2 separate regions of the Triticum aestivum genome follow, and region 1 is linked to region 2. The links are chromatin contacts, called in public Hi-C maps. All regions are on one chromosome and are shown on one strand. Each heading gives the region's core, a stretch centred on a gene start, on an enhancer-like site or on the middle of the called end of the contact. The rest is flanking DNA. Distances are from core to core; before and after follow the strand shown.

Region 1 (6,969 bases), core at 3,088-5,587, 340 kb before region 2:
GTGTAGACTGGATGATGGGTCGTGGAAATGAATATTTGCTTATATTTGTAACCCTATTATAATGGAATAAAACTCTTTTTCACTTGAAAAAAAAAAGACGTGAGTTGCAGTGGGGATTCGATTAGGAAGGCGCTTTCGGAAAGTATGCACCTAATAAAGAAGAAAAGCTCGAATTTCTTTCTGCAAGCAGGCAAAAGCTTAATTATGTGCCACGCATTCGTGAGCCTCATCCATATCCATATGTGCAGCTTTGCTGTTTAGGAAACGATCGATTCACCCGTCATTGGTGAGACTTGACAGAGCATTGGACAAGAGGCACAGGGCTGTCGGCGAAATGGCGAGCCGGTGAGGTAACCGTAAGGACGCTTCTATATGTGGACCAGATGCGGTAAGTGCGGCCGCCATTGAGCCGCTGGATTGGATCGCGGAGAAATGCCAGATTCGGATCTGGGATCCGGGGGTCCTTCTATTTTCGCTTTTTCAGTGGGGTCTGAGGAGGCAAGGCAGCAGAGCTCACACGTGCCACCCAGTCGGACGAGGGATGACACGGATCGGCGTCACGCGCGCATTCCTGCACCGACGACGCGCCTGCCTCTGCTTGCTATTGCTAGCGCCAACCATTGCTAGAGCATTTACACCCGGACTAGTAAATCTGGGCTCTCGAACACCCGTAAACGCGTCTGAGCACGTCCATGGGTGTATCCGGACGGACCCTCATATTTTCGTCCTGGTATTTATTACATATCTTAAATTCAAACTTTTAAATTCATGTAAATACATGCACGTCTTATATAAGTCTATGTCGCACGTAAATAGCACATGTTGGTACAAAACATAAATAGCATTTACACAAAGTTTATTTTAAGTGCCAAACTCAAACATTGTCTCCTTGTTGTTATTGTGAGTCCACATGTGCTCCACAAGATCATTGAGTAGTTGCGCGTGCACCTGCTAATCTCGAAGACTCTGATGCATCTGCAGAAAGTTCATCAGCTGAGCCGCATCTTGATCTTCCGGGATTTCAACTTATTCTCTAGGCGCTTCGAAATCATGGGTTTGGGCTACACTATCACCCTCATCCTCGACAATCATATTGTGCAGAATAACACAAGATGCCATCAGCTGCTACAAAGTTTCTGATTCTCACATCATTGCAGTGCTCCGCACAATTCCCCAACAAGCTTTAAGCACACCAAATGTCCTCTCCACATCCTTCCTAACCGCTTTATGCGTTGTTAGTGGCTCTGTTTATGGCCACATGGCTCGGATATGATTTTCACAAACGCCGCCCACTGAGGATAAATATCATCGGCAAGATAGTACCCCATGTTGTAGTCTCGGGCGTTGACGGTGTAGTTGCATGGCGGTGATTCCCCATTGCAAAGTCTCCTGAACGCCGGAGATCGTTGAAGCACGTTGATGTTGTTTTGAGAACCCGACATTCCAAAAAAAGCATGCCAAATCCATAAGTTATGTGATGTCACTGCCTCTCTTGTGTGACTTTGATACATTCCCCGCAGACTTTTGGGACAGTTCTTCCGTTGCCAATGCATGCAATCAATTGATCTGAGCATTCCTGGAAACCCCCTTGCCTCTCCAATAGCCAACAACTTCTCCGTGTCCTGCGAATTTGGTTCTCTGAGATACTCGGGTCCAAACACCTCCACCACGACGCAGGCAAACTTGACAATAGTCTTCAGTCACGTGCTCTCTCCCATCCTGCCATCTCACCAACGACATCTACAGCAGTACCAAGTGCAAGCATCCTCAGAGCGGCCGTGCACTTCTGCTTGGCCGAGAAAGAGAGTTGGCCGCAGCAATCCTTATGAGTTTGAAGTAGTCGTCGTGTGCCTCCACTCCCTCTACAATGCGCAAAAACAATGGTTTCCGCATGCGAAAACGGCGACGAAACCATGGATCATTCGGTAAAGTAAGTTTGGGAACAAAGTAGTCCTTGTGCAGTAGTTTTGCTCCGGACATCCTGTCCCGGTTGATCCCTCTTCTCCCTTTGATTGAGCCCTTGAAGTTGAGAATATGCTTCACTTGCCGGTCTATTTCCTCTTGTACGCTCATGAGGATAATCATGTCTACTTCTTCGTCTGAATCCGACGAATCGAAGAACCCATCTTGAATAATTTGGTCAAGCTCCGTCGGTCCATACCCCTCATCCGATGAAGCATCGGAATCCATCGTTTTACATAACAAAATCACAAAAAAATCCAGTCAAACAATGTGTCGAACACACCAAGTGCAAGGGCGGAGCCGGAGAATTGTCGGACGTACCACGGTGGCGTCCGAGAGGGCAACGACGTCCCCGTGGCGAGGACTCTTCCGGAGCTGGCAGCGGAGAGCCTGGGAATGGCTGCGGAGCGGGCGCGGCGATGGAGCGCAAGATGGACGACGCAAAGGAGGAAGAAGAGAGGAGATAGCAAATGGATCCAACCGGTCTTTGGAATGGATTTGGTGCAATTTGGGGTGGGGTCCGGCTGTCGGATCCAATGTGGCGGGCATGCCCCGGTGCGCTCGGGCGTCCCCTTATCCGCACCATATTTGGGCAGGATATGGGGGGCGCCGGTCGGTCCGGGCGTTTGAGGCCCTTTTATGGAGCCTGTCTGGGTCAAAAAATCATGACCAGACAGTGTCCGGGCGGCCCGCCCGGGCGTATGAAACTGGTTTGGAGCGTCCGACTGTAGATGCTCTTAGGGCATCTCCAAAACCAACACGCAAACCTCCCGTATTAGTCCGGATCACTGTTCGGACCGCAAAAAGCATCCAACGTGGTCATGTAGCGGTCCGCGGCGTGCTTCAGACGTGTTTTCTCCCGCAAACCGAAGACAAACATGGGGAGGTTTGCGGGAGTTCGGACTGCTATCATGCCCGCTTCTGACCGCCCTGGCCCACCAAAAATGCCTTCCCCTCCCACGCGCGCTTCCCGCTCGTTGCCAGTTGCCCGCATTCATGTCACTTAGAGCGTGCTGCTTCACATTAAAGGCGACTCAGGGTGGACGTCACCTCTCATTGCCTACTGCACGCCATTGAACGGCGCGCCGGCCAAGGGCGCCGCCTGCTACACTCCCGGCTGAACACGTACGCATCCTTGCTGAATTCAAATGCCTCCATTAAACCCATGTGGAAGACGAAAAAACTACTCTGACCACACGTCCGTTCATGAGCGTGTCGGCATTAAATCAACGCAACACCGGGCAAGGTCCTCTCGTCCGCCCTCTATTTAAATGAGGCCAGACGCTGGGCAAGAATCGCACCACCCTGCCGCTCCCCATATCATCCTTCCAGCATTTTCTCCACTCTTCCGATGACATCCGACGAGCAGGAAGAGCAGTTCTCCGGCATAAAAGTCGGCTCGATGACCCACCGAGCCCGGTGGATACGAGCGAGGCAGCTCGGCTGGTCCATCTCCCTTGCCTAGCCCGACGGAGCAAGTTGCCGCCCAAGCCGGCGCGTGGTTCGGCTACTCGCCTCTCCAAGCCAGCTCGCGGAGAAGTGGCTAATTGTTCCATGCAGGCACGAAGGGGAGCATGGCGGCATGGGCACCGTCGACGACGACGCGTCGTACCGCGCCTCCAGTGCATGCAACCGTGCCATCCGTCGTCAACGCGCGTAGCCGCGCCAAGCAGGCAGAGAAAGAAGCTAGTTGCGCGGATGTCGACTAGGTTGCAGCCAGTACGTCCACCGCCATCATCGAGGAGAAGTAGAACACGGGAGGCCGCCGCCGCCTGAGTCCTAGGAAGGCCACCGTCGTTACCTATCTGGTTCTTCTTTATCTCGGACCATCCTGGGCACCCGTCAGAACTCCACGGAAGCACCCTTCTCCTCCGGCTGAATCATCCTCTTTGCCACTACGATGAGCGGCGTAGCCGGATATAGGGAAGATACGGGGAAAGAATATGCTTCCGGGACTCCCGGCAGTCCGGTTAGCGGGCTGCCGGACATGGGAAAGACAAACGGATCGGTTGCGGCTGGCCATGGGCTAGTGTAGTGTATCCGTGTGGTGGAAGTGGGGGTCCGTGCGACCGTACGTGCACATAGTTTTACCTTTTTACTTGAAAATATGTCCAAAATGTAACCGTTTTCATCCGATTTGTATGAACTACGTCATGATATGAAATCCGGGCTTGTTTGCATGAATTTCATTCGGTTTGTTGAAAATGAATTTGAAATGTATGCGGCTACAATTGAACGGTGGCCTTCCACATCAGTGTATGCGGAGTGGTCCTCTGTGGGAGGAAATTTACAGGTCGTTAGAGATGCCCCGCTCAGTTGCTCACAAATCTTCTTGGTGCAGCCCATGCTTTCACCTCACCAGAGCCCAACAACCATGCATTGGCACTGCAAGCAGCAGCACAACGCAAATAAGCGCACGGGGTGGTTGGAAAGCTTGGGACAGACAGTACGTGACCTCCAGCTCGGCTTCCACCGTGCTTCCCTCCGGCAGCATAACGCCGTGCTCCTGCAGCTGCGACCTGAAAGAGACGGAAGACCGATCAGAGATCTGCAGCCGACGACGCGGAGGTAGCAGTAGCACACTGTCATATCCCTCTTGCCTCCCACCGTCTTCCTCCGTGCTTCCCACCGGTACGCACAAGTCAAGCCACACCACCACCCGCTAGCTTCTCAGCATTGCAGCAGAGCAACCGAGGCTCCCTCCCGCTGCTTAAATAGGCCACTCGTCAATCCTACGCCAGTCCATTCGATTCGCGCGCGTGATCCAAGAAGAACACAAGCCAACGGGCACACGCACAGATACGGCGGACGGTGAAGCATAAGGTCAGCACACCTGGCCAGGGAGGCCTTGCTAGCTTTTGCTCTCCACCTAGCTTCTTCTGCCCGCTTGGCTCTTCTCCCTGGTCCTGGAACGCGCGCGGCTGGATCGGAAGGATGGCGGCAGCTCGGGAGGCGTCGAGGGCAGCTTCCCCCGTCGCTGCGGCCGCCGGAGTTCTCCTGGTCCTCGCCGTCCTCCTCACAGGTGAGTTCCTTCCGCCATTCTGCGTGCCAAATCATGTAGTATAATCTTAGCTCTAGAGAGCTCCTGCGCGTCGTGCCAACTGCTGAAATAGCGCCTCCGTGCTCTGTTCTTGTCAAATGTATCGTCGGCCATCTTTTGCTCGATCCTTCTGAGTTGCGCGTCCATTTTATATCTAGGTGAGCTCTAACTGGTCGTGATTGTGTTAGGCATTAGGCAATCTAGAGCTCTAACTGCGAGCGACCCATTTCGTTCCTGGCTTCGTCATTGCTGATTGCGCGATTTTGCCTATATTTTTCTCCCCGTGTTCGAGGTTTCTTTTCAAATTTGCAGGAAATAAACTGGCCGGGTTACCGTTTTGCAAGTCGTCACCGCCGACTTGTGATCAGTGGCGCCACTTGCTGCTACGTACTTATACTTCAGTAGTGGTTGCATTTGCTGGAATTGTCATTGATTATTTGGTAGGTGCATCTGCTGAGATTAGTCATATCTAGGTGTTGGTGGTTTTGGCTACTACCCAGCTGAGCTGAGGCGACATGGCGGCCCTATCTTGGCGCTCCATGCCGCAAGTAATGCACCGCCCACTGTGGCTGCGGCGACAAAAAGTGTCAACTTTAAATGATACGCTGAGATTTGTTATTCGACAAAAAACAAAACGCATCAGCTTTGGCTCATTCTTTACAAGCATATAGGAGTATGATATATTACCCCGCGTTGGCATTTCCATTGTTTTCTCTCCCAATTTCGCGCATCTGATTTGGTCCTGAGCTGTGCTTGCTTTCTCCACAAAGTTTCTCCGAAAGGCTGCCTTTTATCATTTCTTATTCCGCAGTCTGCAGCTAATTAAATCTAGTATGCTCGCAACTTGGGCGATAGTTGAAAGTAAAGGGTTCACCACTTCACCAGTAATGCACGTGGAATTTTGGAATAATTGGATTTTAATATGGTGGTATTAGTTATTGGTAGGGTTCAGCCACACCACTTGACCATGTGGTCCAGTGAAATCTTGCTTCCATTGGATCACGCACCCTCTCGATCTCCATCTGAATATAACTGTATGTTTGTATTATATTACTACCTATAGATTCTTTTCTTCCGATCGCCTTGCACTGATGGCATACGGTATGAGTTCGTGCTGGCTACACAAGCACGCTTGGTAACTGACAGTGACACACTGATAAATCGCTATGTTTTTATGGCAATTATGAAAAATGATGAATCAAATGAATGGATTTCACATTAACAGCGGCGATAGTACCGATCACCGTGTAGAAATGACTGATGGATGACACGGACCAACGATTAATTTTGCAGAGCATGTGATTGTGGCGAATGCCCTGTCCATCGGCGTCAACTACGGGCAGATCGCCAACAACCTCCCTGCGCCGGGGCGGGTGTCGACGCTGCTCCGGTCGATCAAGATCAGCAAGGTGAAGCTCTACGACGCCGACCCGCACGTCCTGCGCGCGTTCCTCGGCACGGGCGTCGAGTTCGTGATCGGCATCGGCAACGAGCACGTCCCGGCAATGGTCAGCTCCACGGTGGCGCAGGCGTGGCTCCAGCAGCACGTGGTGCCGCACCTCCACGCCGGGGCGCGCATCACCTGCATTACCGTGGGCAACGAGGCGTTCAAGGGCAACGACACCGTCCTGCAGGCCAGCCTCCTGCCCGCCATGCACTCCGTGCACCAGGCGCTCGGGGCGCTCGGCCTGCAGGGCCGCGTGAACGTCACCACCGCGCATTCGCTGGACATCATGGGCGTCTCCTACCCGCCCTCCGCCGGCACGTTCGCTCCGGGCGCCGTGTCGCACCTGCAGCCGTTCCTCAAGTTCCTGTCGGCGACGAGGGCCCCGTTCCTCATCAACTGCTACCCGTTCTTCGCCTACAAGGACGACCCGGCGCGCGTGCCGCTGGACTACGTGCTCTTCCAGCCCAACGCCGGCGTCACCGACCCCAACACGGGGCTCAACTACGACAACATGCTGTAC
Region 2 (7,263 bases), core at 2,209-4,708:
CTAACTCTTTTACCTTGTTTTTACCCCTTGCGCAATTTCAAAATTTATAACAGCGATTTATGCATATCTTTATTTTCAGTACTTTTCAAAGCAGTTCACCGATGGTTACCTCTCAAACCACCTGCATGGTCAAGAGGCGAGGAAGGTATTCATTCAACACCCACGGTACAATATTGAAGTCTTCCTAAAGAGGACGAAGGTTGGGCGGGCAATTATCCATAGCCACTGGCCTAAAATTGCAAGGACATTCAACATCACTAAAGGCTCAATATTTTCCTTCCGCTTCTGGAGTTTCCCAGATGAGATTCATCGATCTATTTATCGTGTATGATGCTACTTTCCAAAGGTTTTTGATGTTGCATGCGAAACTTGCTGATGTTGTGTAATAGCGTAATTGAGTGCCGAAGCTATCTGATGTAATTCGATTATGAAATATTGGTTGTCGTTATACAGATATGAAATATCTAGTGTGTTTTATAAGAAATATCAATTTGATTACTACATGGATTATCAATAATAGGCTAATTACGCTACTTATTGGGGTTTTCTATTACAGACGGTTACTCAGACAACATCGTGGGCGATGAACTCAAACAACCCACACGGTTCCTAAAAAGTAGGCGTGTTCGATCAATTAGCAATCACACATGGTTTCCGGCAGAGAACTGTTTGCGTTAGGCCACTTTGCACAAACGTTTCCACACCAAAAACTGTGTGTGATATACATACGAACGGAAATGTTTTCCTAGGATTCACCGTGTGGGATGTACATACGAATGGACACGATTGTGTTTCGATGCCTCGCCAGATCGCACACGAGCTCATTTTGTGTGCGAGGAGGGCCTATCCCCGACGATTTCTGGATCATGTGGGAAGGACCCCCTATCGCCCACACTCACTTGACGACGGTTCCAAGTGCCGTCGTGGAAAGGGGTTGAAAACCGTTTGTATAGCAGGCCTCTACACCAGTGATAGGTTTGGCTACTGTGTCATGGCCATCATGGATGACTTTTGAAAGAAAAGCCAATATTTGCAAAATCATAGTCAGATCATCAAGTGGTCTGAGGAGATGAAGAGGGACATAGACACATGGGAATAATTAAGAGAGCATGAGTAGCTCCAAAAGGTGTTCGCCAAAATCATCGACAAGGAGGTTGTAAATGAGGATGGGAAGTTCCACTGCTAGCCATAGCCATATGAAGAACGACTTCACTGAGTCAAAGATATATTGCGGTCATCGATTGCCAGCGACTAGCCAAGTCGGTAGAGACACTGCTTCAAAATAGTTGTGAAACTATTCATTATGTGTCGAGACATGCATGTTTGTTTGTTACGTCGCACTTCTTATACTATATGTTTGCCTCACTAATACTCATAATTATTGCATCGACGTTATAATATGATATATGCATGTGGAGGATTGTTTGAATCATGAGACAACATTCTATAGATGTAATGCAATGTGATGGCCAAGTGCAAAATACGTCAACCGCGTCATTAAAATGCTGCCACGGCAAGCAAAAAAACGCTGTGGCGACAACAATTCTTCTATAGGCCTAGATCACTACCAGTGGCAGGCGCCAAAAGCGCCAGCCACTGCTGCTATGCGCAGCAGTGGCGGACAGAGAGGAGTGCAACAATGGCTAGCTACAATAGTTGTGGCGGGCACTACAATTCACCCGCAACTGATGTCGTGTTAGCAGTGGCGGGAGGTCATTGGCGAGCGCCCCTGAGAGTCTTGCCCGCCACTGCTGGACTTTTTCCGCCCACCACTGTTAGGTATTCATGCAATAATGGTTGCTCTGCTTTTACTATCACCAAAATCATCAATGGTCACATCAATGTGGTACTCACAGTAGCCAATAACTTCCACCTTTACTGAATCATTACAAAAAATTCCCACCACTCAGAGCTACTGACAACATAGCTTTTATTAAAACCTAAAATACCATCTAGACTCTCCGCATGGGGAGCCCTCTGTTTGGGTTTTGAGAATACACACGATAGAGGGGGCAGGATGCTTTGTCAAGTCATGAAGCTCACGAACTATCGTGGGTTTACTAGCCCCGCGGCAGTTCCAGCAGAGAAGGCTCATTGCGCTAGGCGGGACCCCACTGGGGGGCCCGCCCTCTCGTATTTAACTCTGAAAATTTCACGCTTCTTCTTGACAACGAGTGAGACGACATTCTTTAGGTGTTTTGTGACATCTACCTTCACGCGAACTCTGAAAAAGTTGCCCTCAAAGTCCTAAGCTTTTGGCTCGGCATAGATGAATCCCCCTATTGTTGCAGGCTTGCAGCAAGGAAGTTGATCAAGTGGAAGAAACCATCTGGTATATCATGTATCTGGATCCACATGTCTACCATGTCCAATGCAATTGTTAACGGTCTACTGAAACCATCATACGACGAAATCACCACTACTTTCCCCTTGAACTTCCAGGGCCCTTCATCCATCACACGTTCCCAGTCATCGAGGCATGAAAACTACATCACATAAAGGTCGTTGTTGAGTGGTCGAATCTTTACCTCATGCGCCAGATCCCAAGCAACCCTCATATTCCTGTAAAACCAATATTGGCTATAAGGTATGTCTGTGTGTACACGCGTGACCGCCATCCACCGGGTTGCTTCTTCTGGCAGATCGTCATCGTCTTCCACAACTCCATCAACCAGGACATCTTCCTTAAGTCCAAGCTCCTTCGTCATCGCCACAAGATTGCCCTCGGCCGAGCCTGAGCCCGAGCCACTCATCTTATCTCTTTCGTGAAAAACTTGTGTTCCGCAGACGGGTGAACCCTAAAATCCTTCCCCCTTGACCGCTCAAGCCGTGGATCAGAGATCCTGGCTAGCCGTGGCGATTGGACATGGTAGGGGGGGGGGGTTGGAAATCTCCACAGGGGTGACAAGCACCATGGGGAGGAGAGAGAACCCCAATGAGAGGGGAGTTTCAATGCCGTGCAGGTGCTTAGGCCAAATTGACACATGCAAGAGATTATCAAGGGAAGCCCGAAGCACCGATTGGCGCCGGAAGCAAACAACGCGGAAGCACATGGTCAAAGTGAAGCACCGGTGGAGGCACCTGCCTTGTACAGGGCATTTAACATCGTGCATGTCACAAAAGAGTGTCTTCACCCACAGGGCTATTTTGGGCGAACCTCCTCCACGCTTCAAGCTCCACCGCAGCCTACGACCAGTGAACGAGCAGAGCTCCCGCGGGGGCGGGGCGGCAGTGATGAGTGAGCCAACCACCACCACGGGCAAGCGCAAGCGCAAGGCCGAGTGCGAAACACGGAACCCAAACCAGGCGGCCCCCGGATTTCAAAACTCACAAGGGAGCCAAGCCAGTCGCCTCGAACCCCGCGGGGAATCCCCATGCGGAAAAAACGCCAGGAGCGGCCTCCCCGCGCCTCCCACCCGGCGCCTGCCACCTTGCGCCCGCGCGGTTGGCCGCGCCCGCGCGGTTGGCCGCGCCCGCGCGCCCTCGGCATCGCCCCGTCGGGCGCTGGCTCCCCACCTGCGCCCATTTCAGAGCTCGCCTGCCACTTGGCACCGCGCCCCCGTCTCCGATTCTCCGCCCGCCCACCCATCTCGCCCATAAATGTGCCCCGCGCTGCCCCAACCCTAGCCGCCGCATCCTCCGCCTTCACCTCCTCCTCCTCCTCCTCCTCCCGGCCCGCCGGCATGGCCGCCATCAGCAGCAGCAGCAGCAGCAGCAAGCGCCGCTCCCCCTCCGCATCCACCACCTCCTCCTCCTCCGGCGACGGAATCGGCGAGTACCGGCCGCAGCTGGTCACCCGGAAGCGGAGGTCCGGCGGCCGCGGGCCCCGCGGCGGCGTCCGGTGGATGCCGGCGATCCGACCAGTGAGTGCCTCGGAATTCATGGCCACGTCCTACTGTGTGTAGGTGGGGTTGATCCTCCGTATATATGGGATCTCCGAGGAGGTGGTGGGCCGTGGTGGCGGGCTGGAGGCCCAGGGGCAAGAGGAGGGCGATCGTTCGTTCGTTCCTTCCTCCTCCTGGTCCCGGATTTTGAGTTTTGATTGATGGACAGCGATCGAGGCGCCTCTAGGTGTTGACGTTTGTGGTTGATTGGGGGCTCTGATCTGCCCGATTGCCGATTTGATTGGTGCATTGTTGCGAGTCTAGGGGATCTTTGCAGGTCTTCTTTTGAATTCCACGATCAGATTTCACCGACCTAGCGTACGGGTGTGTGCTTAGGTGTGAATGTGATCATTTGATTTTTTTTTGCTCGATTGTTGTCGTTAGTGCTAGGCAACAGGTTATGGTAAGGGGTTATTATTGTACTTCTCTGTCGGATCTACGACGTCGATGGTCCGTTCACTGGTACTAGTTTTGGCCAGTCAATAACTCATCATATAGTACTAATTATCCATGTTTGGGAACTAATAATCAGAGTAAGATTTGGGAACTCATGTTCTGTCGTGTCTCATGTGGCACATGGATAGAATATGTCCTGTAGGTCCCATCTTGCAGTTTCAGTGTAACAAGAACACTTAGCGGTTCGCATTATCATGATGTCAGTGTAGTTATGTGCAAGGGTAACAAGAGCACTTGCCTGACTGTGTGCATCACTCAGTGCAGACGCCGAGGGTCTTTCCCCTCTTTTTGAAAAGAAAAAACAAGAATTCTTGCGTGGTTATATATATTACAGCAGTGCACACTAAGTATTAGCTACAAGTGCGTGATTTAGTCCTTCACATACTCACTTTCTTTTGTCAATGTTGTTATGTGCATTGCACATTTACTGTGTCCACAAATGTCGTGTTATTGCTATTTCCAGGAGGCGCTGCAAAGTTTGTAGGAATTGTCCATACATGTGCTTTCTCTAGTAGCTTACTGCAGCACAATAATCGCAGGAAATAGCAGCACATGTTAATTGAATTTTTCATTTCAATGAATCTTTTGGCTTTTTTTCCATAGATGGGGCATGGGCCACAACGGTAATTATGTCAGGCAGTATATACTAGCTGATACATTATGTGTACTTGTGTACCAGTGTGCTGACTGGAAGGACTGGTAGATCATCTGGTATGAATGTAGCAGTGTTTCTTGGGACTGGGGTTCTTGAACCTTAATGGCCCCAAGTAACTTCTTTTGAGCTTAATGCAATTTCCAGGTGCTAGTTATGTTTTCATGTTTGATTTGGACTTTGTAGGGTGATTTATCTTATACTCAAAATAAGTGTCTTGAGCTTAGTACAAATTTATACTAGAGCTAGTACAAAGTTGAAACACTTATTTTGGGACGGAGGGATTATTTTAAACAGAAGCTATGAAAATTATCTGCGCTGTTCTTAAGCTGTTTAAGAGGCGAGAAACTTTGTGAACGTAGCATCATTTCTATTACTATGATGGAAAGAACTGGTGTAAGAGGGCATTTGTAGTACAACTTAAGACACTTGCTATTTACACATTTGTCACCAGCTTAAGATAATCATTTCTACGTTGACTAAGTTGTACACAATCTACAATTTGCAGCTATTTATTTTCCGTTAGTTGAAGCATCAATGCTCAGGATCATTGACTTAGAAATAAGAATTTCCGTTTCAACTTAGAAATAGACACATCTAATGTGGTACTTAATATTTTTTCTACCTGCTCCCTAAATGAATTCGTATTTTTGTGATAGGTAAATGAGCTGGATTTAAATAGAGTTGCTCTAGATCCAAATGTAAGATTTATGCAAAACATATAGGAAGTATTTTTTTTCAGAAAAGGAAACAGTGTTAATCAAACTAGTGCATTGTATTAAAAGATTCTACAATGTTTGTGTAGCATCAAGTGGCTGGGTTGCGAGTTATTCTGCAGAAGGAGCTCCGTAATAGTGACATAAGCCAGCTTGGGAGAATTGTTCTCCCGAAGGTGAGTTCTTATTTAAACAGCTTTTACACACTTCATTTTACCATCATAGTCCATGCTCTCTAACTGTTGACACTTGTCTTCGACACTCTTTGCACAGAAAGAATCGGAGGCTTACCTCCCAATTCTGACATCAAAGGATGGCAGAAGTCTACGCATGCATGATTTGCTAAATGCGCAACTGTGGACATTCAAGTACAGGTTGGACAAATTGTTTTTCTTTTTTGCGTTAATGTTTGCTGCTATGAGCTACAGTACCCATATGATCTTTGTTGTACCTCACTTTTACAATCTCAGCCATAAAATTGACGAAATTCCTGTGAAAAAAGCATGATGGCATGATTATGATGGTGGTAATTTATTTTAATACTCTGCCATGTGTAACAAGAAATGAATTGTATCAGATAAGGTAGTTTTCTCTAAAACCATCAGAAGTATGACATGTGAATATGAATCATGTTACGAATGTTCTTAGTTCCAGTGACATCCCTGCATTTATGTTTAATTTGGTCTAGCATATCCACTACAATGACACAGTTTATTATCTCCGTACAGATACTGGCCGAACAACAAGAGCAGGATGTATGTACTTGAGAATACTGGTGAATACCTTTATTTTCATCATGTTTATTCTGTTGCACTTGTGGATCAAGTTCTTACATTTTTCTCCCTCCCTTAAACATCCCAGGGGATTATGTCCGAACCCATAACCTTCGAGTGGGAGACTTCATCATGATATACAAAGACGATGACAAAAACCGATTTGTACTTAATCTTTCTTCCTGGTTATTTAAGCATTTTAGTCATTTTGGCACGCAGTCGATAGTTGCTTACTGTATGCTGCTTTGTGTCATGCAAAGGTCATCCGAGCAAAGAAGGCGGGAGATGATCTAGTTGCTTCTTTGCCACAATTCCACGAGCATATCTCTTCCATTCTGCCAATTCCAGAAGTTGATGACTATGTGTCTCTAATCCCACCACCAGCTGACATCTCTGCCTTTGTGCCACAAGCTGATGAGAATTACGAGATGTTCGATGGGATTTTCAACTCTCTGCCAGAGATACCGGTAGCCAATGTGAGGTACTCAGACTTCTTCGACCCATTCAGTGATTGTATGGACATGTCGAATCCCGGCCTGAACGCCAACAACTCAGCTAACCTGGGAAGTCATTTCCATGATGAGAGGACTGGGCTTTCTTTGTTTCCCAACCCAACGTCTGGGCCTCTGATGTGAGATCCAGTAAAACTGCTGGCTCCTACCATACTACCCTGCATGAAGTTCAGAGTCACCAGCCTTGACGCCGTTGCTGTACATCCAAATAATTGGTGTCCTCATTTTGTATTGTACTGTATATGCTTAACTGTTGCTTATGTGTAGAAG

Evidence for each region. A called contact is a pair of places that touch in the nucleus more often than the background predicts.
Region 1: a Hi-C map of leaf shows a contact between it and region 2, with 6 times the contacts expected there. The contact joins the promoter of LOC123070368 here to the promoter of LOC123070365 in region 2. A contact is called at or near these places in 2 of 5 Hi-C or Micro-C datasets (both in leaf).

Annotation. Positions count from the first base shown.
Region 1 is chr3B:461,639,503-461,646,471 of IWGSC CS RefSeq v2.1, reverse strand. LOC123070368 (glucan endo-1,3-beta-glucosidase 14) reads left to right here and starts at 4,337. Exons shown (of 3, transcript XM_044493556.1): 1 at 4,337-4,984; 2 at 6,296-6,969. The coding sequence starts at 4,897.
Region 2 is chr3B:461,294,969-461,302,231 of IWGSC CS RefSeq v2.1, reverse strand. LOC123070365 (B3 domain-containing protein LFL1) reads left to right here and starts at 3,458. Exons shown (of 7, transcript XM_044493552.1): 1 at 3,458-3,863; 2 at 5,652-5,693; 3 at 5,798-5,884; 4 at 5,982-6,082; 5 at 6,437-6,483; 6 at 6,570-6,646; 7 at 6,742-7,263. The coding sequence starts at 3,684. The coding sequence ends at 7,116.